Linked DNA regions of Zea mays: regions 2, 3 and 4 are each linked to region 1. Evidence: chromatin contacts called from public Hi-C data. All regions are on one chromosome and are shown on one strand. Each heading gives the region's core, a stretch centred on a gene start, on an enhancer-like site or on the middle of the called end of the contact. The rest is flanking DNA. Distances are from core to core; before and after follow the strand shown. Region 1 holds the start of LOC103653505 (exocyst complex component EXO70A1). Region 2 has its middle 190 kb from the start of LOC103653503. Region 3 has its middle 73 kb from the start of LOC103653503. Region 4 has its middle 53 kb from the start of LOC100193004.

Evidence for each region. A called contact is a pair of places that touch in the nucleus more often than the background predicts.
Region 2: a Hi-C map of ear shows a contact between it and region 1, with 2.1 times the contacts expected there. The contact joins the enhancer-like site here to the promoter of LOC103653505 in region 1. A contact is called at or near these places in 4 of 25 Hi-C or Micro-C datasets (ear, endosperm, leaf and 1 more).
Region 3: a contact with region 1 is called in a Hi-C map of leaf, with 5 times the contacts expected there. The contact joins the enhancer-like site here to the promoter of LOC103653505 in region 1. A contact is called at or near these places in 2 of 25 Hi-C or Micro-C datasets (endosperm and leaf).
Region 4: a contact with region 1 is called in a Hi-C map of bundle sheath, with 2.6 times the contacts expected there. The contact joins the enhancer-like site here to the promoter of LOC103653505 in region 1. A contact is called at or near these places in 2 of 25 Hi-C or Micro-C datasets (bundle sheath and leaf).

Annotation. Positions count from the first base shown.
Region 1 is chr4:90,339,933-90,346,372 of Zm-B73-REFERENCE-NAM-5.0, forward strand. LOC103653505 (exocyst complex component EXO70A1) reads right to left here and starts at 4,310. Exons shown (of 1, transcript XM_008680397.2): 1 at 2,467-4,310. The coding sequence starts at 4,170. The coding sequence ends at 2,737.
Region 2 is chr4:90,069,820-90,076,330 of Zm-B73-REFERENCE-NAM-5.0, forward strand. No RefSeq gene overlaps it. Among protein-coding and RNA genes, the nearest start is that of LOC103653503, 190 kb to the left of the region's middle. Within about 2 kb of position 4,057, at least 17 of the 20 cell types and tissues checked have an H3K27ac peak or open chromatin away from gene starts, as enhancers often do. A contact at or near this core is called in ear, endosperm, leaf and 1 more, where this site is marked.
Region 3 is chr4:89,955,877-89,962,710 of Zm-B73-REFERENCE-NAM-5.0, forward strand. No RefSeq gene overlaps it. Among protein-coding and RNA genes, the nearest start is that of LOC103653503, 73 kb to the left of the region's middle. Within about 2 kb of position 2,560, at least 18 of the 20 cell types and tissues checked have an H3K27ac peak or open chromatin away from gene starts, as enhancers often do. A contact at or near this core is called in leaf, where this site is marked.
Region 4 is chr4:90,743,047-90,749,346 of Zm-B73-REFERENCE-NAM-5.0, forward strand. No RefSeq gene overlaps it. Among protein-coding and RNA genes, the nearest start is that of LOC100193004, 53 kb to the left of the region's middle. Within about 2 kb of position 4,390, at least 20 of the 20 cell types and tissues checked have an H3K27ac peak or open chromatin away from gene starts, as enhancers often do. A contact at or near this core is called in bundle sheath and leaf, where this site is marked.

The DNA of each region.
Region 1 (6,440 bases), core at 3,060-5,559:
CTGCTGGTTCTAATCTCGGCAGTTGATCCGAGATCTAACGACCGAGGAGATCTGATACCCCTTCGGATTGCTGTTTTATAAAAAGAACCCTCGGTTCTCGGGTATTAGAACCTGCCGTCCTAATTTCTTTCAGTCGAGCCCCTGAATTTTTTGAAGAAAGATCCCCGAGCTTTAGTTTAATTGATGAAAGGTCTTCAGTTTAGGGATTTAAATTCCAAAATTTGTAAATTTCATATCTTTTGCATATGAACTCCAAATTGGATGGTTCAAATTGAAAAATGTTCATAATGTTATTCTCTATCAGTTTAAATTATATTCACCCACTGTCTACATGTCTTAATTTTGTGGCTAGACTCTAGATTAATTTAAAATAATATAATAATTATTTAAGAATAAAAGAAAAGGTAAAACCCTAATGAATGTTCAAGTGTGTAACTTTGTAAACTTAAATTCATTTAGTGTAATCCCATGCCTGGAATAACTTTAATTAAGTAAGTAATTTATTAAGATAGACCTAGTTAGGGAAGTAAATTTAATAAGATGAACTTAGCTAGAGAACAATAGACCCTTAAACATAGTGATCTACCCTAGAACATTGATTTCACTTGTGTATCTATAATTTTCTAGTGAATCTGTGTTTGATCTGGTGCATATGTTTGGTGTAATGTTCGTTGTTATTCTCCAAGTGTGTTGAATGAATGATTGCTTTGTGTAGACAACGAGCAGTCCGTGGTTCCCGAGTGTGTTGCAGCAGACTTCACTGAGCAGGAATCTGGTGAAGGCAAGTGTCCTCTGACCCATTGTGTCCTACTTACTTTATAATTCACTGTCCCGCATACCATCATCAACCTAAAGATTGACTAGTATTCTGTTTTCATGTCCTTGTTTACCCTTTGGGAATAGGTTATTATGATTAATATTATGCTACTGTTTTATTTTAATCAATGAACATGATGAGAATATTTATGATACGATGATGTTATTCTGTTATTGATGATGAACTTGTGATACTTTAGGGGGCTCTTGCTATTTCCCGAGTACCTCTCCTTAAGGACGTGTTCGTTGGATGAGCACCCGGGAAAATAGTACAACCATGAGGGTGGAATGGGATGCCCCTAGCTGATTAATTATAGGAACTTGAGGTGTAGTTGGCTTCACCGTCGAGCTGTCTATAGGGTCCGAGCATAGTACTTGCTCTACCGAGGCTGGGTGCCGAGGTTCTTTCGTGTTGCTTTTGTTAGTCACCCTTCCTATGGGGAGAGGTACTGTGTTTATCAAACTAGAGAAACCTAACAAGCGGCTATGACCTCTAGGGAGAGTTACTCTAGATGGTGTTTATGATGATGGTTAATGTTGAGGATTATGGTTACGGTTCATGGTATTTCCTCTTGGAGGGAGTGCCTTTTGGGTAATAACTTGGATGTATTACTAAAATTTGGCTTTCTACTAGTAATAAATATCTGACCAACTAAAAGCAACTACTTTAAGCTTAACCCCACATACAGCTAGTCCACTTTAGCCACGGGACATTTGATGAGTACGTTGATGTGTTCTCACCCTTACTTTAAAACACCCAAACCCCCAAGTTGTCCCATTGCAATGAGTGCTTAGGAGAAGATGAAGGCAACATGGAGGACTTTTAGGAGTTTCAAGACTTCGATGAGTTCTAGTTGTGTTTAGTGGCAAACCCCCAGTCAGCTGCCTATGAAGGCCTTATCGTACTATGTTTCGTATTTGCACTTTGATCTATGTTAAGTTAATGACGGTGTGGATGTCTTGGACATCGTGATGTAATAAAGTACTATTTCTGCTTTTATTTTGAGCAATGTGTGATAATGTCCAATTATGTAATCGTTGTGTACATGAATTTCTGATCCTGGCACGTACATGGTTCGCATTCGGTTTACCTTCCAAAACCAGGTGTGACATGGGGTGGCCACTGGCCCCCTTTGGTTGGACATCCAATCAAAGGGCGAATACAGGGTCGAGTAAGGAAGGACTTTATGAGATGCCCCCAACGAGCCAAGCCCTAAAGTGGGACCACTCGCCAGACCAGACCCTAGCAAAGGACGGTTGGATCTCACTTGGATAACTCGTTAGCAGTTCAACGCCCTCCATCACTGCGCCACCTAGGTCGATGATGGACAATCCTCTCCTCGAAGGACAAAACCTTTCCGGGGGGAGATGCGTGCAAGAAACCAAACTTATGACCAAACAATCGAGCCTACGCTTATCTCAGGCCTGAAAACGAGCGCATGCCCAGCTCCGCCATTAACTGAACCTATGTTAAGCTCCGGCCCGAAAGCGAGCACATGCCTAGCTCCGGTGTTAACTGAGCCTACGCCTAGCTCCGACAGTAACTGAGCACACACTTGGCTTTGGTGCATGACCAAGCCAACCATCACAAAGAATGGATCTACCCCAAAGCGGGAAGCTCACTACACTCAAGATAATCCCCTAAAACAATCCTCACAAATTGCTCAGGGATTGCATCTAACCGATGCACTTGCGTGCCTCCATGAACCACACTCTATAATTTAAATATAAAATATATACATTAGCCGTTGCTGGAGAAAAAAATAAAATTAAAAACCTAAGAGCTAATTTGGCAACCCTATTTTTTCATGGGATTTTCAATTTTCTAAGGAAAAATGAACTAATTTTCCTTGGAAAAATGAAAAACCCCTTGGAAAAATAGGGTTCCAAACTAGCCAAAAATGTATTTCACACCACCTTCTACCCTTCGAACAAATCTGACAAGTGCTGCTCCAGCTCCTCCGCGGTGCGCCCTTTGGCCACCTCTACCTCCGGATGTTCTTGCAAGTACCGGCGATACACCGGCATGACATTCTCAGTGACGGTTTTCCGAAGGATACCCCGGATCACCGGGTTTGGAATCTTCCAGCATCTCTGGGCGCTGCAGGCGTTCTCCAACGAAGTGAAGAACGCGCTCAGCCGATTGCTTCGGCGCCCGAGAGCAGCGCCAGGCTTGGTCCTGGTGCCGCCGCCGTCCAAGAGCGACACGACGGGCTTCCACGACGCGTCCATGTAGCCATTGATGTATGCTTCCATGCGCTGCTCTCGGACGCGAACCCACCCCGGCGGCAGCAACAGCTTGAGCTCGGAGCGCATCGCGCGGCACACGATGGCGAACGTGTTGTTGAGCATGAACACCTGTCTCAGCCCCGGAAACGCTAGAGCGGCAGACTTCTCCTCCAGCACGGTCTCCAGGCACGATATGAGCTCCGCCACCAGGCCGAGGCCGCCGGCTGGAGCGCGCGGCGGCGGTGCTTCGCTGTCGCTGTGGTCGTCGCCGCCGCCGAGGATGAAGTAGAGGGAGATGCGGTTGCGCAGCAGACAGCGAAAGTAGCCCATCCAGAAGCCGACGCACGGGTGCACCTCGCCACCCTGTGGCATCCGCCATGGGTAGTGCGACCTTATGAAAGACGACCTGAGGTCGCGCCTGCAGCGCCGGGCCGCATCCACCAGCTCCGCGAGCGCGGTCTCGACGGCAACCGAGACCGGATGCGCGGGGCCCCAGGAGAAGAGCCTCGCGAGGACTGGGAACGCTTCCGATACAGGGACGTACACGTCGAGCGTCGCGAGCAGCTTCGACGGGGAGCTCCCGAGCGCGGCCACGGCGCCGGCCAGCTTCAGCATCGCTCCGGCGCTCGCCGCCGCGAACTCCCCCATAGCGACCACGTGCGCGGCCTTGAGCTTCTGGTGGCGAAGGCGGAAGACGTGCTCCATGGTGCTCAGCGCCTGCACCCACGCCTTGACCCTCCTCCCGACCTCCCGCCGTGACAAGAGACCACCACCATCGCGGCCCCCGTCCAACGCGCCCACGTCCAGAACCCAGCCGGCGTCGAACCCGGCGAGCCAGCGAGACAAGGCGTCCGCGCGCGCGCCGGCTCTTGCGGGAGGGGAGAAGGCTGGGAGGAGGGCGAGCATGCGCTGCTGGTGCCTGTCGATGTCGTGCAGCACGCAGGCGGACGACTCCGACACAGTCACCAGTTGGCGGCTAGTGCCGCGGTCGACCTCGTCGGCGTTGCTGCTGCTGGAGCCGTCGCTGTCCGAGGGTCCGGAGCGCGGGGACGCCGGCGGGCTGCTGCCACCGCTGCTGCTGCTGTCGTAGCCGCCGTCCGGGCCGAACTTGCAGCTGTGCTCCATCTTGACGCGCGGCGCGCGCACAGGCGGCTTCCCAGTGAAGTGAGACGACGAATGCGAAGTAGTCTACATGTCAACGCACGCAGCAACGGCCAACGGGCAACGACTACTGCAGAGTCGCTGAGTCGCGGTTGCGGAGCTTCTGCTGCGGCTGCCTTTGGATAGTTTTCTGGCTGCTGGGCGTGCGAGTCGCTTGCTTCTTCTGGCTCCACGTGTTTTCCGCGGGATCGGAGAAGCTGGACTGAGACTGGACTAACAAAATATCCAAGCAAGCACGGAGGCAATTCACGGAAGAAACACCAGTCCAAGACGCGGCCGGGCGTGGACTCGGCGAGAGAGTCTTGTGCACCCCCTTCCAGCTTTCGCTGTCATCTCCGTCGGCCTCGCCGCGTCGCCAGTCACCGCGATTGCTCTGTTCTGACTTCTGAGCATCTGGCGGATTACCAGACCAGCCGCCGAGACGACGGCCGAGGCCAGGTGCAGGTGGGCACGGCTATGGGACATTGGCTACTCAAACAGGCTCATATGCTCAAGTTTTTAGGGGGTGCTTGGTTCCTGATTAAACAATATTGGCTCACATGTGACATGCACAACAGCAGATCGAATCATTTTCGGTTGCTAGGATCATTAAAACTATTTGTTTATGCACATGTTTAGTATATGATGCGTTCGAATAATAGTTGGATTTCATCAACTAAAGTAATGTTTAACTTAAGTTTGGTATTAACAAGTATTATTGTTGTTGGTAACTTGTTTTCATTGCTGCATGGCATTAAAAATAAGGCAACACAAAATTGAGAAATAAAAACCGTGGTCCCAAAGATAATACACCTTCGGTATAATCATCTGAGGACAAAGGTTTAAACGTATGATAAAAGATGAAACTGTCATATACTTGACCTCAATCCTCTAAAGGTACTGAAAATCTAGTCGAAGCGTTATAAAAACATTCGTCCTAAGGTTTTATACCATCGCATACATCATAAGTGAAATGTGACAAGAAGACATGGAATAACACATGAGAACTTATCTTTGTTGCCTTGACATTTTCAATATGTCTCTCGTTACATTGAATATATTTGTAACACCCCATCCAATCTCTGAACCAACAATACTAACTCCTGACAGCTCGCTAGGATCATATATTGTCCCATAGACCAACACGAGTCTTTTGTGCGCATTTTGTCCTCACTCATGCACACCCGAGAAAATTTCTGATCGGTCACCCATCCCAAATTGCTCCAAGGCAAGCACGCTTAAGTTGGAGGTCCTTTCGAGATAGACTTTCAAAAAAGAAGATGCACCTTGTTGGTATGGATACTCTATTAATTCTATTAAGCCTTGAGCCAGGATATCACCATCCTAGGGGCCAGGATATCACAATCCACCCTCTTAAAAGACCAATGTCCTCGTCGGTCAACCCCAATTCAGGAACCTCTTCTCTTAGCCATGTCTGTGTGTCTAGTGTCGTCATATGCCATGCCATGTGATCACTCCGGGCCCACGTGCGCCATATATCCGAACCCCTAACCCACAAACACCCTTGAAACCGTGAGGGTCGGCTCTGATATCACTTGTAACACCCCGTCCAATCCCTGGACCGGCGGTACTTACTCTTGACAGCTCGATAGGATCATATATTGTCCCCACAGACCAACATGAGTCTTTTGTGCGCACTTTGTCCTCACTCATGCACACCCGAGAAAACTTCTCGGTCGGTCACCCATCCAAAATTGCTCTAAGCCAAGCACGCTTAAGTTGGAGGTTCTTTCGAGATAGACTTCCGAAAATGAAGATGTACTTTGTTGGTATGGATACTCTATTAATTCTATTAGGCCTTGGGCCAGGATATCACCATCCCAGTGGCTAGGATATCACAATATTTTGACACCCCGAGTGTTTATTTCGTGCTCTGTCGTGAGATTGGTCCTAAGCTCGGATCGTCAGTGGAAAATTTGGATTGCTTGATCACGTCTATCTCCATTTATCAAGTTACTCATGAAAGTTTCACTGAATTTGAAATTATTCGATCTTGAGAATAGCCAAATTTGGAGCATGTTAAAGATTTGTTTCTTGAACGAGTGCAAATTCGGATGTCAACCTCATCTCGCAAATCTCGCGTAAAAATACTATTATTCAAACTCTCGGTAGTTGCTATCCGATCTGTGCTCGAATCTGCTTTCTCAATTTTGGTCTATGTCCAAATATTTAATTCGAGTTCGTGTGCTCGAATCCGCTTTCTCAATTTTGGTCTATGTCCAAATATTTAATCC
Region 2 (6,511 bases), core at 2,807-5,306, 270 kb before region 1:
AGCAAAAAAGCAGGATAATTCTAAATTTCGGAAATTCTAGGTCAAAATCAATCAGATTTATTTTTTAAAAACAAAAACTAATATAATTTATATTACAAAATGTCAATTTCGGAAACATATATTTTTCGGACCCCACCAAAACCAAGGAAATTTCGGAAATTTCAGTCCGAAATTGTAAAGTCTTCCTACAACTAGATTATTTATGATGGCCTACACGCCAGCCATCGGATATAAATGTAACATCCGACGGCTTCAAACGGTCATCGGAAATAAGTTTATCTCCTACGGCTGTCAGACAAGCTATCGGAGATAAGTAATTTTAACCTGCATCGTTTCACTTTCGCACGCATGCCCCTCCCTCTCTCGCTCATGTCCAACAGCGCCGCCTCCGCTCCATCATCGGCCACCGTGCCCTCCTCGCCGGTGCCCATACACGGCCTCCCCGGCTCCTCACTTGCCTGTGCCGCGTCTTCCCCGTCCCCTTCCGCCTCTACGCTGCCCGTCGCTGGCCACCCCAACCACGCCATCCATCACGCCTGCCGCTTACGCCTACACCCACGACCGTTGCCTCCATCTATTGTGTCTGCGCACGCGCGCCGCTACATAAGTATTCTTAATCTTGTAATGTTTGCTTGTAGTTAAGTTATGTAGAATTAAATGATTTGTATGTTAAATATTGTTTAGTTCATTATGGCCGACGGCCAGAATATGATTATGTAATTAAATTAGTTTATTTAATGGTGCTTAGATAATTTAAAATTTTAATTTCCGAGGGTAATTATTATGCCCTTGGAAATAAGGTTATTTTATATGAATTATCACAAATGATAATATTATTTTGTATATAATATTGTATTGGTGGTTTATTGGTTGAATTATTTAATAATGCATGATTATTTTAGTTATTCGTAGTGTATCGTAGTGTCAACAAATGAAACCTAGGCGTCACCCGTTTCAGCCCAACACACCTCATATGTGAAGCATATGAGGTGTGATGGACCAGAATTGTCCCTTTATTGGACAGCCTCGGGTGACAGACAGAGTCCGAGTTTATGACAAAGGCATGTGCTCCTGCGTAGTTTCGGCGGTATAATCCTTTTGTTCTCCAATTACACCATTTTTAGGCAAGCAATTGCAGAACAACCGGGTTATGCTGCCAAAATTTCGTACGAGCATGTCACACCCGGGTTTCGAGGGCACCAAGACCCAGGCGCGAACATAATCACCAAGTGTACTAGGACCAAGTCTTACAAATATGATGACTCATGGTATAGAAACGAATGTCACATCTTTACTATATAATAGGAGTTATGTACAAAATAATTAATTAATTACATTATACGAAGACAACAATCCAGCAACTCAAAGTTGACTGGGAGATGATGGCCTAGACCTCTCACGAACTTATCACAGCATCCTCCATGTGCCTCATCCTGCGGTACCTGTTCTTGACCTATGGGGGGTGTGAGACAACAAGGGTGAGCTCATGTATGTTCATCGCTCAACCAATTGTGGGGAATAATGTGCATGATCTCACCAAAGGTGGGAGCTCATGTGAAGTATAAGGCTTACCAAAGATGATGGTTAAAGCTGAGCATTGCTTTTAAAGTTGGTCAAAATTTTATTAGCTGTTACTAAGTATAAGTAGATACCAAACCAGAGTAACAATAGATCAAAATTAATAATAAACCACAATGCGATGCAAATGACAAATTAAATTAAATTTCATAAATTAATCATGCGAGAGTCCTGAGCTGCTCATGACCGCGAGCACGGCTAATATACCAGTTTTACACTCTGCAGAGATTGTAACCTTTACCCACAAGTCATGTCACCCAGTTGCCAAGGGGTCTAGAAGTCCCATTCATCTCTACCGAGGAGACGAGACAGGGCAACACTACGAGGCCTTTACAAAGTTGCACTAGCTTCAGAAAACCCACTACAGTTTTTAGGGAGCGCAATGCAGGGATCCCACGTCTGACCGCCATCGCAGCGAAATCAACCCGAGAATCTCCCTACACGCCAACTTCCCTACTACCCTTGCCCCTTTTGGGTAAGGTAGTCCTCCACTAGCTTTTCTAATTAGACAGACAAGGGTGTCCCATTCCACCCTTGTGGTGGCACGTGTTTCTCAAGTTAAGCTCCATGTTCCAATTAACACAATGATCTTGTCATGAACAATCATTAAAACAACAGTATAATTGGAACATGATCATAATGTAATATTAATCCCAAAACCAGATAGAGCAATATCATAACTACCCAAAAGTTCAGTGGTAAACAAGGTGTGAGATAAACAAGTCTAGGGAAACCTATTAGGTCCCATCAGATTAACCTGAGCATGTCACAGTGATTCACCGGAACAAAGAAAAGTGATCAAGGGCACAACTTGCCTTAGACTCGAGATTCAAGGTGATCTTCAGATTCTCGTGACCTCGCTGCTAGTTGTAGCAATACAAACAAACATGGTATATGCATAATTAACATCACACGAAACATAAGAACAAACTGCATAATAATGATCAACGTTTCTCTACGAGATCGTGGGTTCGCGGACCACTAAAATTGGAGTTAAGGTTAAGGAGTTGTGATTTATGGAAGATCTATGTGATTCAAATATTAAACTATATTATTAATTGATTAGTATACAACATATGAGAGAGTATTCTATAAATAATTAACTCAGCTTTAATCTAAGTTTAACTTGATTAAAGATCATCTTTTAGTCAAATTATAACTATAAGATCAAAGTACTATATTAATATTAGAAAAGCTAATCCAATAAACATAGATTAATCAAATTAGTTACTTAATTATAGAAGTATGTGATATCGTATAATTAATGTTGCTACTTTATAATAAATATTTCTATGAGGCTAACGCAATTCGAATGGTCCAAATTGGATTTAAGGTGTAAAAGTTATGATTTTTCTGAATAGTTTAGGTGTTAAACAAAAACAAAATGAGTGTTATTTTTATAACTAAGTTACATAGTAAAATAAGGTTACTAAACGATAGACAATATTATCATGAGTCTAATGCAATTAGAATGGATCAATTCGGAGCTAATATGAAGAAAATATGAATTCTATAAGTTTTAAGGCTATTTTAATACCAAGTTCATATTAAAGTTGAGTACTGAAGACCGATTTGTCATTTCCAGAGACCTGTTTGCTATTAGTATAAACAGAGGAGGATGGCGGGTTCTATTTTTATTTCTCCCGAGGGCTCTTATGCAAAGCGGTCCTGGCGAAGGGGTATCGTGGCGCCGCAGCCGTCCGATCTAACTTGTGTGGTCTAGATTAGCTTTCATAACTTGATGACCCGGTGGTATACGATGGCGGTTGGATCCCAGATCAGTGGTCCGGGAACCGTCCACGCCACCCCCAATTCATACCCAACCGATTCAGATCTAACGATCATGGTTCAGTTGACCGAATCGTTTTCCTTATATCTAATCTGAGCCGTTTACTTGGGATGAACGGCCAGGAGCCATCCTCCACCCCACCGGCCGACCAAGGACGGCGCCGCCTTGCCGTATGGTGGCCCGCCACAGGTGAACGCCCAGGAACTAAAGTACCCATCAAAATCCGGCCACTACCTGCTGCAAACGAATGCGGAGGTTCATACGAACATCAGAGAGGTTTCATACCGTGCTTCAAGGGGGTGTCGGAACCGACCACTGCGACACGCAGCACCATGGCGGTCGTAGTACTCCGGCGAGCAATACCTGGGGTTCCTGTCTTCCACTCCGACCGGTACAACTATGAGTGCCCACCTGTGACTCAGTGAAGCACCATTGCTGGCCTCCAATAGCGCGACATCGGTGGAATCCGCAACAACGGCATCTCCATCCATCGCTTCACTCTGTGCGACAGCAATAGGAGACCAGCGGGGATGGGATGGAGGAGGAGGAGTGGCGCTGCTGTGAGGTGGAGGACATCCAATTTCCCGCATGAATGCGGCCACCGGTACGGAGGTTCAGCATGGCCTCCAGTATGACGAAGGCGAACCTCGCGCGAGGGGCCCACGCGCCAGACAACGGTAGAGTTAGTGCACGAGCATGATGAGGCGCTGGCCGGTGGGACATCGTCGTCAGTGCGCAGATGTGGAATGAGGAAGTGGGCTGCCGGGGAGGGAAAATAGTGAAGATCTAGCCTTTTGCATTTTCTTTTCTTTTCTTTAATTTTTCTTCTTTGTTTTCAATTCCAATTTCAAGTATTCTAACCAAATTCAAATTTCTGTTTTGAATTTCAGATTCCCAATCTCAAACATAATCCTAATGTGAATATAAATCCTACTATTTTCAATAATATTATTTATTTATTATTGTTATCTTATAATGTGTGTTCTTTTCTTTTCCTTCTATTTCCTTTTCTCTTTTATTTTCAAATTCAAAATTTCAACTTAAACTGGTCTTGTGAATTTAAACCCAAATGCGAAAAATACAAGAACCTTACCATGAGATGCATATTTCTGTATTTATTTATTTGCTAAGAACTTTTTCATATACGTATATTTATTTATTTATTTCATTATTTTTCCCTATTACAAATTTTGGGCTTTATAGAGCACATGCCTTGTCATAAATACAGGGCTCGTCGGTCACTCCTAGGTGGGTTTAGGAATTATCCTTTCCTATAGATGTAGGGGCATGATTTCTTCGTAATAATGGATGGTTCGTGCATTACTTAACTAATTAAGTAAACGTCTCATATCTAGTATGGCGGAGGATCGTCGAGGGATGTATGAAGGTTGAAAGAAGAGAGGTGCTCTATCAGGTGAGTGGGTTGCGAAGACCGACGTGTTTCTGGACCGTGCTTTTGCTCGATCAGAGACCGGAACCGATGTTAGGTGCCCTTGTAGCAAGTGTCGATCAGAGACCGACGTGTTTCGAGAACCCCCTCAACCCCTCGAATTTAAGGATCCTCCTACGCCTGAGGTTCAGAAGTTCTTTGAGCTCCTTAAAGCTGTCAAAAAGATGTTGCACGAGCACACGAAAGTGACTGTCCTTATTTTCGTGTCTCGGCTTATGGCTATTGAGTCCAAGTTTGCATTCTCAAACAACTTGTGGGAAACGGTGACGCCTAAGGAGGGGGGTGAATTTGGACTTCTAAAAACTGTCTCTAAACTAGGCCACAATTAAATCCCTAGAATAAATCCTATGCAAATAAACAATCTAGAATGTGCAAACTAGGTTTTGTCTAAGTGTTGCTATCTCTACATCAAAGACTAAGTTTGAATCCTAAGTATTCTAACTTAGAAAGGAGAGATGGAAACTTAAGTGCGTAATATAATTGCGGAAGGTAAAGAGCAAGTAGAGAAAGCAAACTCTCGTGGATGACGCTAGTATTTTTACCGAGGTATCCGGAACCACGCAAGGTTCCGACTAATCCTCGTTAGTGCCCCTACGCAAAGAGTAGCCCACGTGAGGCCCAAGCACCTCGGTCGAGTAACTCCATAGAGAGCTGCGGACCTTCTCCACATGCAAGTGGTGCTCCGCTTTCGGCTCCTCTCGGTCACTCCCCACTATCTGCACTATCAAGCTCCCGACTGAAACGCTGCCGGGCCTCGTTCCCTCCGGTACACGGTCGAGGTCGTGACACAAACTCGGTTGTCACGGTCTCGTAAGACTCCCGCCCCACTCGGTACAATTACAATGGCTCGTGCAAGAGCCGAGGGGTTGTGTGGTTTTTGTAAACACACTTGTCGGCGTTTCGAGACCGGGGGGTCCCTAAGCCGACGAGTGAATGTCGCTGCGTGCCTCAGCCCAGATGGGTCGAGCGCGTGGGCGAGCGCGAAGGGGGGAAGTGAGGTGGCCGGAGATGGGCGTGAGAGAGGTGGAAATCCCGCGGCCTTCATGTTCGTCCCGCGCCCAGGTCGGGTGCGCTTGCAGTAGGGGGTTACAAGCGTCCACGCGGGTGAGGGAAGCGAGCGGCCCCAAGAGAGCGCCTGTCCCGTCCTCGTCCCCGCGCGGCCAACCTTCTCTAAGAGGGCCCTGGTCCTTCCTTTTATAGGCGTAAGGAGTGGATCCAGGTGTACAATGGGGGTGTAGCAGAGTGCTACGTGTCTAGCGGGGGAGATCTAGCGCCCTAAGTACATGCCAATGTGGCAGCCGGAGAGATCTTGGCACCCAGCTGGTGTGATGTCGTGGCCGTCGGAGGAGCGACGGAGCCTGGCGGAGGGACAGCTGTCGGAGCGGTTGAGTCCTTGCTGACGTCCTCCTGCTTCCGTAAGAGAGCTGAGAGCCGTCGTCGTCACAGAGCTTGCGGGGCGCCATCATTGCCTATCTGGCGGAGCTAGCCAGATGGGACACTGGTCTTGTTCTCTGCGGCCCGAGTCGGCTCGGGGTAGGGTGATGATGGCGCTTCCTGTTGACGTGGTTGGCTTGTGCCCTAGGTTGGGCGACGTGGAGGCTCCTCCGAAGCCGAGGTCGAGTCTGTCTTCCATGGCTGAGGCCGAGTCCGAGCCCCTGGGTCGGGCGAGGCGGAGGTCGTTCGGCAGAGGCCGG
Region 3 (6,834 bases), core at 1,310-3,809, 390 kb before region 1:
TCTTCGCTAAAATAGCCCAACTTCACCATCTTAGGATAATCAGCTTCGGAGATAGTGGACTTTCTGAAGTCCAGGTGGCTAGGCTTGCTCGGCACTGCGATGTTGTAATCATCTTCAGAATCGGTCTCTTCAATACCAGCTTGCTCTGCTTCGGCAGCAGGGACGTCTTCCGGTGTTACCAACCCAGATCGCTTCATTGCTTCCGAAATAGGAACAGTTTCAACAGCTTCGGTCTCGTCTCCCTCACGATCGACTCTTGCAGTAGAGCGAACTCTGGCCATTTGATTATGACTTACTTGAAATTTTTGGTGTTGGCTTTTTTGTCTTTTCCGAAGCTCTTACACTTGTGCCGAAGCAGATTCACAAGCGAGGTTTCGTCTGAGCACGATGATCAAGCTGCGGCTATGACTAAAAATTTGGCAGCAAAACAGTACAATAGCAATGAATGCTGTGGTAACTTCACACCTACCCGTCTGTTTATATAGTGCTGCAGGTGGGAAGGTGAATCGGCAAGGTCTCCAGCACCAAACAAACAGTCACCCGCACTCACTGAACGGTGGGCCACATAGTTCGAGAAGGTGAATCGCTGGCGAGCGCATAATTGGTGCAAGATGGGTCGCGCGTGCGACGATTATTTTAATCGTTTCTCGCCAACGAGCTCAGGGAAGGTGTTTTTTGGATCTTCGGCATCCCGAAGCCCAGAAGATTTTTCACGGATCAAGCTCGTTACGAAAAACGATCTAGCACCGCGAAAGGGCTACTATTGGGGGTATGCTTCGTAGCCGAAGATCCTAAAGAAATAAACACCTTCGGCAGATCCTCTCCAAAGCAGCGCCGAAGCTATCGACTATAAAGCTTCGGCACAGTGACATGTCTCAAGACAAAGGGGTGAACCGACTTAAAGATGAAATGACTTAAAGACCCATGATATTCCGTGTCATTATTGTAGTTCATTGTAAAAGGCATAAATGTAATTATACACAGGCTGCGCCCTGTGCCTATAAATAGGTGAACAGTACCCCTGTACTGTTCACGCGCTCTTGTAATTACGCATTGGACATTTTCTTTTGCTTCACGCTGGTATTTTTACTTTCCTTCAAGTCGAAGGTACATTTTGTAATTCGTCATTATTTCTTTAATAATGAAATAGAAACAAGTTAATGATAATAATCATATGTTTAAATTATTTTTCATATTTTATATAAATCCTTCTTCATTATTTGTTGTGCTTATGAAGGTGTGACCTTCATAACCTTCGTCCGGAATCCATTATATCCCAAGGGAAATAATGCTTCGAAGGACGAAGGAATATAACATTTAACAATTTCTGTGTTGCCTTGTTCTTAATTCATAGAAGTTAAGAACAAGTCCCCAACAGCGAGAAAGCGAGGCAGGGTAGCACTACGAGGCCTTTCCAAAGTTCCACTAGTTCGAGAATACCCACTACGATTTTAGGACGAAGGAAGCATAGGAATCCCTCGTCCGAACTGCCATCGCAGCAGTTCGACCCGAGAACCTCCCTATAATCTAACAGCGACACCTTCCCGCTTGCCCCTTTCGGGTAAGGTAATCTCTCCCTAGCTTTCCTAGTTACTTGGTCAAGGGCGTCCCATTCCACCCTTGTGGTAGCACTGTTTTCCCGTTTGGTTCTCCATGTTCCAATTAACATGATGATCTTATCATGAACAATAATTAAAACAACAATATAATTGGAACATGATCATAATAAAACATTAAATTCCCAAAACCAGGTAGAGCAATAGCAAATCTACCCAATAGTTCATCTGTTTGCAAGGTCGGGGATAAAAATGCTAGGGAAACCTATAAGGTCCCATCCAATTAACCTGAGCATGTCACAGTGATTAACACGAACAATATTAGGTAAAGAGAGAAGTGATCAAGGGCACAACTTACCTTAGACTCGAGATTCCTAGTTACCAACTTGGTATTCAAGTGACTCGTAACCTCGCTGCTACTCATAGCAATACAAATAGATAATATAGGCAAATATTAACATCACACCAAACAGGAGATATAATAATGATCTACGCTTCGCGACTACATCCTAGGTTCGAGAACCACTAAATTCTGAGTTACGGTTATAAAGTTATGATTTCCGAAGATTAAATGTCTATTATAAAACAAACGAGGTACAAGATTTTCACCATAGGTTTCATGGTAATACAGGGTTACTAGATGATAACCAATATTAATATGAATTTAAAGAAATTGGAATGGGTCAAAAAGAGTTAAAATGGATTAAATATGAATTAAACAAGTTTGTGGAATTATTTTTATACTAGAAATCATTTCCTCGTTTAATTCTGAATTTTCCTAATGAATCTGGACTGCGGACATAATTACTAGAAAGTCTATGGTTAGTTTTGGATAAAATTGGACTGATCCGTAATAACTCTTCAAAGCATATGGACAACGAGTTGTTTTCTGGAATCCCGGAAGGGTCTTTTGCAAAACGGACGGGCTGAAGGGGTATCGCAATATCCCAACCGTTAGATCATAATCTGGCGGCCTAGATTAGACCCATCGTTTCATTGAACCACTATGGGATCTGAACCGCACGATCTAACTTGCACGTCCACGATTAAACCAGACTCTCCCTCGAAACGGTACCCAACCATGGCCACATGATCACGATCCCACGGCCAAGATTTCTCATGACCACGATCTAATCCGGCCTGCAACCCGCTAGATCCATGGCTTAGCTTCTAGGAAATCCATCTGACACCCCCGCACTAATCTCGTACGCCAATTCCTGATTCAACGGTCCGAAGACCCTTCTCACCTGAATCAAGACATGTTGGCGCCGCCCACTAGGGACGGTGGCGCCATTGCTGGCATGACCTCCGCTCCACGCCATGGTGTTTGAAACAACAAACAAGTGCATGATATACGACGAGAGAAGGAGGGCGAACAGTAAGGGGCTTCTTACCTCAGATCATGCCACATCAATCCCTGCTCACGGCGCTAGGCGACATGGCGGCGGACCGTGAGCATCGATAAGCAAATTGGTGCACCCAGGGACGATCCCGGGCCTAGGTGCTCCATGCGCCAACGGTTATGGACCCCAGAGGTGAAACTGGGCACTCGAACGGGCAAGTCAACGGTGAGCTAAGGATGGTGCTCGGCGTGGTTATGGAAATCACGGCTCTGGGCGGTTCTTAGGTGCTAGGATTTCGCACAATAGGGGGCATGGGAATTCGGTATTTAAACACCTAGGCCGAAGGAGATAGGTAGCCCGAGGAGTAACAGCATGGCGAGATCCACGCGAAGTCAAAGGACCCACTTTTCCGAGTCTTGCGCCACGTGGGGAGGGAGAACAATCTGGCAACTAGGCCCACCCGCCAGAGGCACATGACATCCAGGCGCCTGGTGATTGCCCTGCCCACAGGGCTCACCTGTTTGCGGCACAGGAGCTGAAGGAGGTGGGGGGAAATGGAGTGGGCCACCTGGTGAGGGTGATGTGGGCCGGTCGAGGTAGTTTGGGCCGAAGGCGCGGGTTCGAGTTTCTTCTTTTTTCTTTTCTTTTCCATTTTCTTTTCTTCAATTTGAACTTAGACTCAAATCCAAATTCATTTTAAATTCAAATTGAGTTCAACCTTACAGAATATTTAAGTGCTCAAATAAAACCCCAACATGAATGCAAGTTATATTTATAAGGATTATTTTATTCTCCTATTTGGAAATATATTTCAAATGTGATGTGCACACTTTATTAAGAAATACTATTTCAAGTGAAAATTTAAAGGTTTTTCCTCATTCCAACATTTACTACTTATTATTATTTATTTAAATTATAGAGATATGTTTTATAAAGGAAGAAAATCATCTATGGAAGTCATTATATTTCAAATCCTTTGGGAGAATTTTTTTACCTCACAAAATAGGATTTTGGGTTTTACAAATTCTACCTCCTTAAAAATAATCTCGTCCTCGAGTTTAATAAGAAAAGTGATGTATCTCAATCTTGTCTCAAAACATATGCACAATAAAGAATTTCAGCATGATGCATAACTTGTTATTAAAACATAGGTTCAAATAGACTTTATTATCATTCCTAAAACAATAAAGTACTATCTACTACCTAAGGTACTATTTAGGTCCTACAAATACTATATATATATAATTACTCTAATCTTGTTGCTCGTTGCCTTCTTCACCGGCTTTTTTACCTTCAACCGACACCTCTTCTGGGTTTTCAGGTTCTTCGGGTTCAGCTTCTACTTCCACATGGTTGACCTGGCCTCGATTGATGGATAAGGCCTGATTCTTACCCCCTGAGGCCTGACCTTGCTTCATCAGAGCTGGAGTGGTGTAAGCAGCCCTATTGGGACAGTAGTTGGCATAATGGCCGGGCTGTCCACAATTGAAGCATGACCTATTTGTGGATGTATTAGGAGCAATAGGTCCAGCTGGAGTGTTTGCTTGAGGAGGAGCTGATTGGGTCTATTGAGTCTGTTGCCCAGAACTGCCACAAGCTGGTGTACTTTGAGGTGTAGTATAACGGGGATGAGTACTACTTCCACCATGTCCTTGGTTAGTAGCCCTTCTTTTCTCTCCTAGCTCAACTCTCTTGTGTTCCAGATCAATAGCCTTGTCTAGAAGTCTCTGGAAGGATGGGCATGTGTACGACATCAATTGGTATTGAAGTGGCCTGATCAAACCTTCCAGAAATAGCTCCTTTTCTCATCGTCATCAACTTCCCCGAGAGCATATCGGGATAGCTGGATGAATGTCTCTATATTCGCTTTCTGACATCCCTCCCTAGTTGAGGGATAGGAACTCCTTTTTAATCTTAATAATGCCACTAGGAATATGATAATTCCAGAAGTGAGTGGAGAATTCTGTCCAGCTAATGGTGTTGGCAGCAGCGTGAGCAGCGCAATATGCATCCTGTAACACCCTTGGTGTTACGAGAACTAAAACTTTGGCAAGACATCATATGCATTGGCATTACATTATGTATGATCCACCTAGGATGCATCCACTAGGCTAAAATTTCAAAACAAACATGTGATGTGATGCTTGTGTGATGATCTGACTTGGTAAAAGAGATTCTTGACCCTAGGAAGGAATGTCTCTCTTCAAGGATTAGAAACATGTGGCCTTGTGAGATGAGCACTAAGGAGTGATCTTAGCAAGTTAATAGAAATGTTCAAAGTATTAGCTTAGAGAGAGTAAGTACTTAGTGTACCCTAGGACACTCCAAACCCTATTCTTGAGCCCAAAACCCTAATTAGTACCCTATAAGGTGATTATAAATTCTATGCACTTTTTGGTAGAAGTGTATATATCAAAGTGATAGAGTAACAAAAACTAAGCAACTTTCATATTTGGAGATTTCCAAGTTTTGTGGTGAAACTTGGAGTAATTTGCAAAAGTGCTTGGGCCATCCTAATCTTGAATTCTGAAAAATAGTGTGGGTGAGCAAACTTTGAGCTTTTGTATCCCTTGATCTATAAGCAGTTTGCTATAAGTCATTATATAAAAGTTTTAGAGCTACTATAGTAGTCCAAGTTTTATTAAGTTACTTAGCCCAAGAATTGTATAGAAATTGGAGTAAAATGCCCTAGAAGTCGTGCTGTCAGTCGAGCATTAATCTGAAAACAGACTGTCAGTGGTATTTGATCAACTTTGGAGCCGGATTGTGATTGATCTAGTGAGTAAATGATCAAGATATCTGTGACAAAAGTGAATATGGTATATGGGAGAATAACTTTGATGTAATCGGATTAGTAGCTCATTACATGGAAATTGAAGAAAAAGGCCCCTAAAGTTGCCCTGTCAGGCGCACTAATTGAAATCAACATGGTAAAGTAAACTAAAAAAGATCTCAGGTTTAGGGAACCTTGCCGCCGGTGACCTCCACGCGGTGATTCGAGCTGGCTACCGTGATTCATGCTTGATTCGGGTGGGATGCTACCGCGAGGATGAAAAGATCTGAGGGGGTTTGCATTGAGCCAGCCCCACCATACCTACTTACCCAGCGGCGTGGTCGTGCGGCCGTTGCCATACTGGCCGTCATTTATCCCGATCATGCCACACCCTATGTTGTCTCACCATGTCGCAGTAGGTCATGGTGGATAGCCAGTTACTGTCCGAGACTTTACTCCATTGAACGCCACGGTTGATGAACTCTAGTGACTCATCTCTTCACCGTCGTGAGCTCATCTCCATCCAAAAATCGTAGCACCAGTGGCTGGTCTCTTTAAATTGAGCACTCCACTCGCTCTGCTTCTCTGTTACACGCCCATTCCACCCTCCGCAAGCCTCTCTCGTGCACCGTAGCCCCCAGTCACCGGATTTCCCCTCTGGTCACCGTCCCCTCCATGAGACATCTTGTCGTGGCCAACCTGTCTCAGGTTATTTCATGGCCCCCTGATCCATGTTTTAGCATTCCTTATTGCTAGTGAAGCTCTCGGTCTTGGTTAATTGAACGCTACCGCGCCGTAGCTTTGAGAATGCCACGTTGTCGCCTGGGAACGCCGGCATGGACACTACTCGTGTCATCCTAGTAGGTCACTGATTTGTTCCGAGTCATTAGATTTAATGCAACCGACTTGTGTAAACCAGAATGAGTTCGCCAGAGATCTTGCTCCGCTGTTGTCGCGGAGAGACAAAGATTAGTGGCAAGTTGATCAAATTGGTCCCTAGAATGTGTTCGGGTAGCATTGGAGATGAAGCCCATGTGCTCAACTCCACAGGAACAGGTCACCATCGGCGAGTACACGCGACTCCGGCCATGTATTCGACCGGTGCACGGTCAGGGACCTGGTGTCGTAAAGAAATAGAAACCAGAGGACTTTTAGGTCACTG
Region 4 (6,300 bases), core at 3,140-5,639, 400 kb after region 1:
TTCGGCGTTTGTTTTCGTGACTTTGAACTGATTAATTTTTTCTACTGCAGCTGAACTACCTCCTCCACCGGAACCATTCAACCCCCTGGATGACCCAGAAACGAAGAAAGCAATAGAGATCATCAATATGGCTGAATCTATTGTTGACGAAGTTGTTACCAAGTTGTTAAATGAAGTTGCGGAGAAGGTCCTGAAAGAGGACTAGTACTCATTGTAAAAACATTTCTAGAAGATCAATGTAACTTTTGTTGTAACAATACTGTAATATTCGATGTGCATATTTTTGAATGTAATATGTAAATTATTTGTAATTCAGCTCTTTGCGATGCATGAAACTTTATATACATACCGTACCTTTTTTGAGCTTCCGGCGAAAAAACACCTTCCCTTCTTTTCATGCTTCGTAAAGAAAAAGATATGTGCTTCGTGAAAATATCCATGCTTCATAAAAGTAACGATGCTTCGTAGAAATTTCCAACCTTCATAAAAACATCCCTGCTTCATAAACAAGGAATCCTTCTTTTGCAACAGAGCTGACGAAGCTGTATTTTTCGACTTTGTGCCTTGGTATATTTTCATTTTTACAGAGCATTCTCCAAAGATCGACTTCGTAGTCAATTCGTGTCATAGGTGCGATATGATGTATGATGTGATGCTATGCGAGATGATGTGATGATATGATGCGAAGAATGATGCCAATGCCGAAGACTCACACCCACATGCCCACATTGAAACACACAATCTCTGCGTCCCCTTAGGAACGATCGAAATCTCTTTGCCGTTTATTTTTCGGCTTCACCGCTTATTTTTCGGTGTAAGTTCTGCATTCCTTTAGGAACGTCTTTTGAACTTTTTCGCCTTCTATTTCGGCGGTATAAGTTTTGCATCCCCTTAGGAACGTCTTTTGAACTTCTTCGCCTTATATTTCAGCGGTATTAGGCTCTGCATTCCATTAGGAACGCTTTTGAGCAGAAAACTTACACTGCGCTCCCTTAGGAACGACTTTTTGTAGCTTCGGCAAAACTTACGCTGTGCTCCTTTAGGAACAGCGTTTTGTAGCTTCGGCGAAACTTTGGCTGCGATTTTTAGCTCTGCATTCCCTTAGGAACGACTTTTGAGCTTCAGCAATTTTTGAGCTTCGTAAATATTTGAAGATATATTTCATTCTAATAAAAGTGAAACTACTACAAGAAATTAAAACTAGTTCTGCATTGTTTGTTCCTTATTGAAATACAAAATGGCATAGAACATAAAAGTACTTCAGAGGTAGGATATCGCTCAATAAATGTGCTTTGATTCTGGCACAGTACTGTTGACCATGTGAGCTTCGGATTCCTCCCTGACTTCACGTTGCTGCTGAGAATACTGGCGCCCTTCTGGCTGGCTTCGAGAATAGGTCGGCTGTAGCGGTGGTGGGGGTGGGAGTTGTGGCCAGGAAGCCTGTGAGTGGCTAGCCGAAGCAGCAGAAGCTGTGGGATGATTTCCCACATACTCTCGTATGTAGGGAGAGTGGCACGAAGCAATGTGCAAGACCTGCTTTGGCTGGTTCTGCCGAGCTTCGGCTTCAGCTATCTCCTTTTGCTTCTGAATGGTGATTTGGCACATTCTTGTAGTATGGCCCTTATCCTCACCACAGAATAAGCAGTAGATCTTTCTAGAATGATCCCCAAATCTTCCCCCGAAGCCCCTGGCACCTTTGCCCCTTGGAGCTGGTGGCCTGAAAGAGCTTTGTTGTTGCCCCGAAGATTGTGAGGTGTATTGCGACCTCTGAGGCTGACTTCCTTTGTCGTCACTCTGAGTGGAATTATGGATTGACCTAACATGCCTCAGGTGTATTCTTCCTCCGAAGCCCCTGGTCATTTCCGAGAATCTGTAAGCTTCCTCCCTTCTTTGGCGGAAGTCATTGTCAGCCTGGATGTACTCATCCATCTTTTGAAGCAGCTTCTCCAGAGTTTGTGGGGGCTTCCTGGTGAAGTATTGAGCAGTAGGTCCTGGCCTAAGACCCTTGATCATGGCTTCGATGACAATTTCATTGAGCATTGTAGGTGCTTGTGCCCTCAGTCGCAAGAACCTTCGTACATATGCCTGAAGGTATTCTTCATGGTCTTGCGTGCATTGGAATAGAGACTGAGTTGTGTCCGGCTTAGTTTGAAAGCCTTGGAAGCTGGTAACTAACATGTCCTTAAGCTTCTGCCACGACGTGATAGTCCCTGGCCGAAGAAAAGAATACCATGTTTGGGCTACATTTCGGACTGCCATGACGAAGGACTTCGCTATAACTGCAGTATTGTCTCCATACGAAGATATAGTTGCTTCGTAGCTCATCAGAAACTGCTTTGGATCTGAGTGCCCATCATACATGGGAAGCTGAGGTGCCTTGTATGACGGGGGCCATGGGGTAGCCTGCAGTTCTGCTGCCAAGGGAGAAGCATCATCAAAAGTAAAGGTATCATGGTTAAAATCATCATAGCATCCATCTTCGTTGAATAAGCCTTCTTGACGAAGCTCCCTGTGTTGGGGCCTTCGATCTTGTTCATCTTGAGCAAGATGACGCACTTCTTCAGTAGCTTCGTCGATCTTCCTTTGAAGATCAGCCAGCCGCGCCATCTTCTCCATCTTCCTTTGTACATGCTGATGGATTATTTCCATGTCCCTGATCTCTTGGTCCAACTCCTCCTCCTGGAGTATTGGACTGGTGGCTTTCCTCTTCTGGCTTCGAGCCTCTCAAAGAGAAAGAGTTTCCTGGTTTGGGTCCAGCGGCTGCAGTGCAACAGTCCCTGGCGCTGAAGCTTTCTTCGGCGGCATGATGAAGGTCAGTGCTTGCCGAAGGTGGTCGAAAGTGTTCACCGGAGGTGGGCGCCAATGTTGGGGACTTGTTCTCAAATACTATGAGTTAAGAACAAGGCAACACCCAATGTTAAATGTTAATGTCCTTCGTCCTTCGAAGCATTATTTCCCTTAGGATATAATGATCTTTAGACGAAGGTTATGAAGGATATACCTTTATCAATGCGATATATGTTAATATAAGTAGAAGTATATAAAATATAAGAGGCAACATAAACAACCATATAACATTATTAATCCATTCTCATTATATTATTTTGGAAAGACAGAAACAATATTGAATTACAAAAGATACCTTCGGCTTGATAGAAGGTAAAAGTACAAGCGTGACACAAAAGCGAATACCAGTCAGCGTGAACAGTACGAGGGCACTGTTCATCTATTTATAGGCACAAGACGTAGCCTGTGAGAAATTACATTCATGCCCTTTACATTTATTATTGACTTATGGACAACTCTATGAGGACCAGATAGCCTTTTGCCCTTTAAGTCAGTTCCTTTTTCCGCCATTTAGCCGAAGCTCCCCTACGCGTAGCTTCGGAACTACTCCGACCTTCGTCACGATCATGCTTTTAGCCCGAGTCCGAAAGTACCTATTCATATGTCACACTTGGAAGATTTTGTTAAATCACATTTTTGAGGACCTTCGGGGGACGAAGGCTCCCAATAGCTAGGGAATCCTATTAGGTTCCATCAAATTAACCAGAGCATGTCACAGTGATTAACAGGAACGTTATTGGGTAAAGAGAAAAGTGATCAAGGGCACAACTTGCCTTGGACTCGAGATTCCTAGGTACCAAGTTGGTCTTTAGATGACTCGTAACCTCGCTGCTAGTCGTAGAAATACAAACAAACATGGCATAAACAAAATTAAAATTACACCAAACATAAGAACAAACTGCATAATAATGTTCTACGCATTGTAACGAGATCCTAGGTTCGAGAATCACTAAATTCGGAGTAACGGTTATAAAGTTATGATTTTCCGAAGGTTTTAAGTGTTTATTATAAAACAAATAAGGTACAAGATTTTAACCAAAGGTTTCATGGTAATACAAGGTTACTAGATGATAAACAACATTAATATGAGACTAATGCAATTGGAATAGATCAAAAAGGAGTTAAAATGAATTAAATATGAATTAAACAAGTTTCTAGAATTATTTTTATACTAAAAATCCTTTTCTTTATTAATTTCACTCATTTTCTTTAAGCCTTGGGCTGCGGACACTATTTACCAGAAGCTTGGGGTATGTTCTGTAAAAACCCGAGGGCTTGGATTAAACTACTTTATACATAGTGTGGGTCGCGGGTTCATTCATATAAAGAGCAGGGGTTCTTATGCAATTGTTACCTGGCCGAAAGTGTATCGGCGAAGATCAGCCGTTGGATCCAAAATCGATGGAACAGATTAGATCCTCTCTTAAGTGAACCGGTACGCGTTCGCGAACCCTTGGATCTAGATCTAACGGACCACAGCCGATCAGGACACCAGCCATTCGATCCGATCCAACGGTCCCGATCCAATAAACAAAAAGGTATTCTCTGTCTAATCTCGATCGTTCGTTAGTGGATCAACGGCCAAAGGAATTCTTCCCCACCGCACACCAGGGTACGGCGGCGATCTGCCCTCACGGCGGCCGTGTACGCGGCGACGAGCGATTTCGACGACGGCGAGGCTCCCACCGGCTCAGTGATGCCACGGATCGATGCAGCGTGATTTGGCGACTCGCCCCGACTACCCACCAAGGACACATCACCGCCGCACTCTTGATTCTCTAGCAGCGGCACTTTCTATCTCTCTCTACCGGATGCTCTCGCCTTCCCGCGTGTTCTTCGCTTGGGTCGCTACAATGGTTAGATTCCAGGGACGAGGAGATTATGGAGGGGCAGTTTTATATTCCGTATCCAAGGAGAGGCCGATTGGTGTCGAACCGGATCGGGATCCCGTGAACTCTGGTGGCTGTTTCACAACAACCCAGAGCTGTCTTCGATTCAGACTTGAAGGAGACGACCGACGCGTTGGGCCCACATGGCAGTGACGCAGTGAGATCAGTAGGCGAACGGCTAGGCGCGGTCCGCACGCGCATCTGTTAAGCAGAAAAAACAGTACCAACGTCTCCCACGTCATTCGGCGCACGACTTTGGTTAAGCTGACAGGTTGGAACCATATGTCAGGAACCCAGTGCACATGCGCCCCGGACGGCACGGTCTGTGAGGCTGGCGCGCGGGTGAATCATGGAGTCTGGCCGAGCGGGCCTGCATGCTAGCTGTGTAGCATTGGGCCGACCGGAAGTAAGGTGAGGTTGGGCCGAAAGTGAGGTAGCAGGCCCAGCTAGGCTTTTATTTTTTTCTTTTTCCTTTTCTATTTTAATTTCCACATTCCAATTTCAAATTCAAATGAGTTTCAAATTCTATTCTAAATGCAACATCCAAAATATCAGCATGAATGTAAAATATATATTTTTATAAACTTATATATTTATATTAATTATTTTATTCCCTTGTTTAGTTAAAGGCTCAAAAGTGTGATGCACACATTCATTTCATTTTAGGAAAAATATTACTTTTGAATATGTGATCAAATTTTAAGTTAATAAAAATGAGTATCCTTTATTTCACTTATTTAGGGGAAAATAAAATATAATCTTTACTAGGAACCATTCTACTTAAAATTACTTTTAAAGAGTTATATAGTTTACAAAGGGAATAATAATAAAAATATTTCTTCTAATTATTGATTTCAACTTCCTCTTTTGGTTTCAAGGTTTAAATCTAAGTTTTGAACTACACAACTTTTAATAGCACTATTTATTTGCTTTAGGGGAATATACTTTATAAAGAATTATAATTACTATTTAGAAGAATTTTATCTCAAATCTTTTTGGAGAATTCTTTAAATCGTCAAAATGTGATTTTGAGTGTTACAAATTCTACCCCCTTAAAAATAATCTCGTCCTCGATATTACTAAGAAAAGGGATATAGAAGGTTTTGTTTGTATTTCGCTTCTAGTTTTCAATTGGTACCAAACCATAAAGTGTTTTTTAAGACTAACTAGTAGGTGACTAGGATATCATGGGTACCTGATAATCATGTTTTAGCTATTGGTAAGAAAGTTGGGGTAAGAAAGATCAAGATAAGTGTAAGAAAGAAAGATTTTGGCAATGGAAGACTCCATCATGCATAGTGGATGTTGACTCATCTCGTGATCCAGCTTGATCTTTGAAGACTTTAGTTGGTGCTTATCCTTCCTTGATGAGGTTGATCATCTTTGGTCTTCAATCTTGGAGTTACCTTATGAGTTTATGGACATGTAGATAGATGTGGGTAGGATAGGTTTTATGAGATATATCAAAATCTCGGATGCTTTTAATTTATGTCGATCTGTTTGTCACTTGTTCTGAAATGCTGTGAATCAAGAACAAGGCAATAAAATTGTTAAACATTAGGGA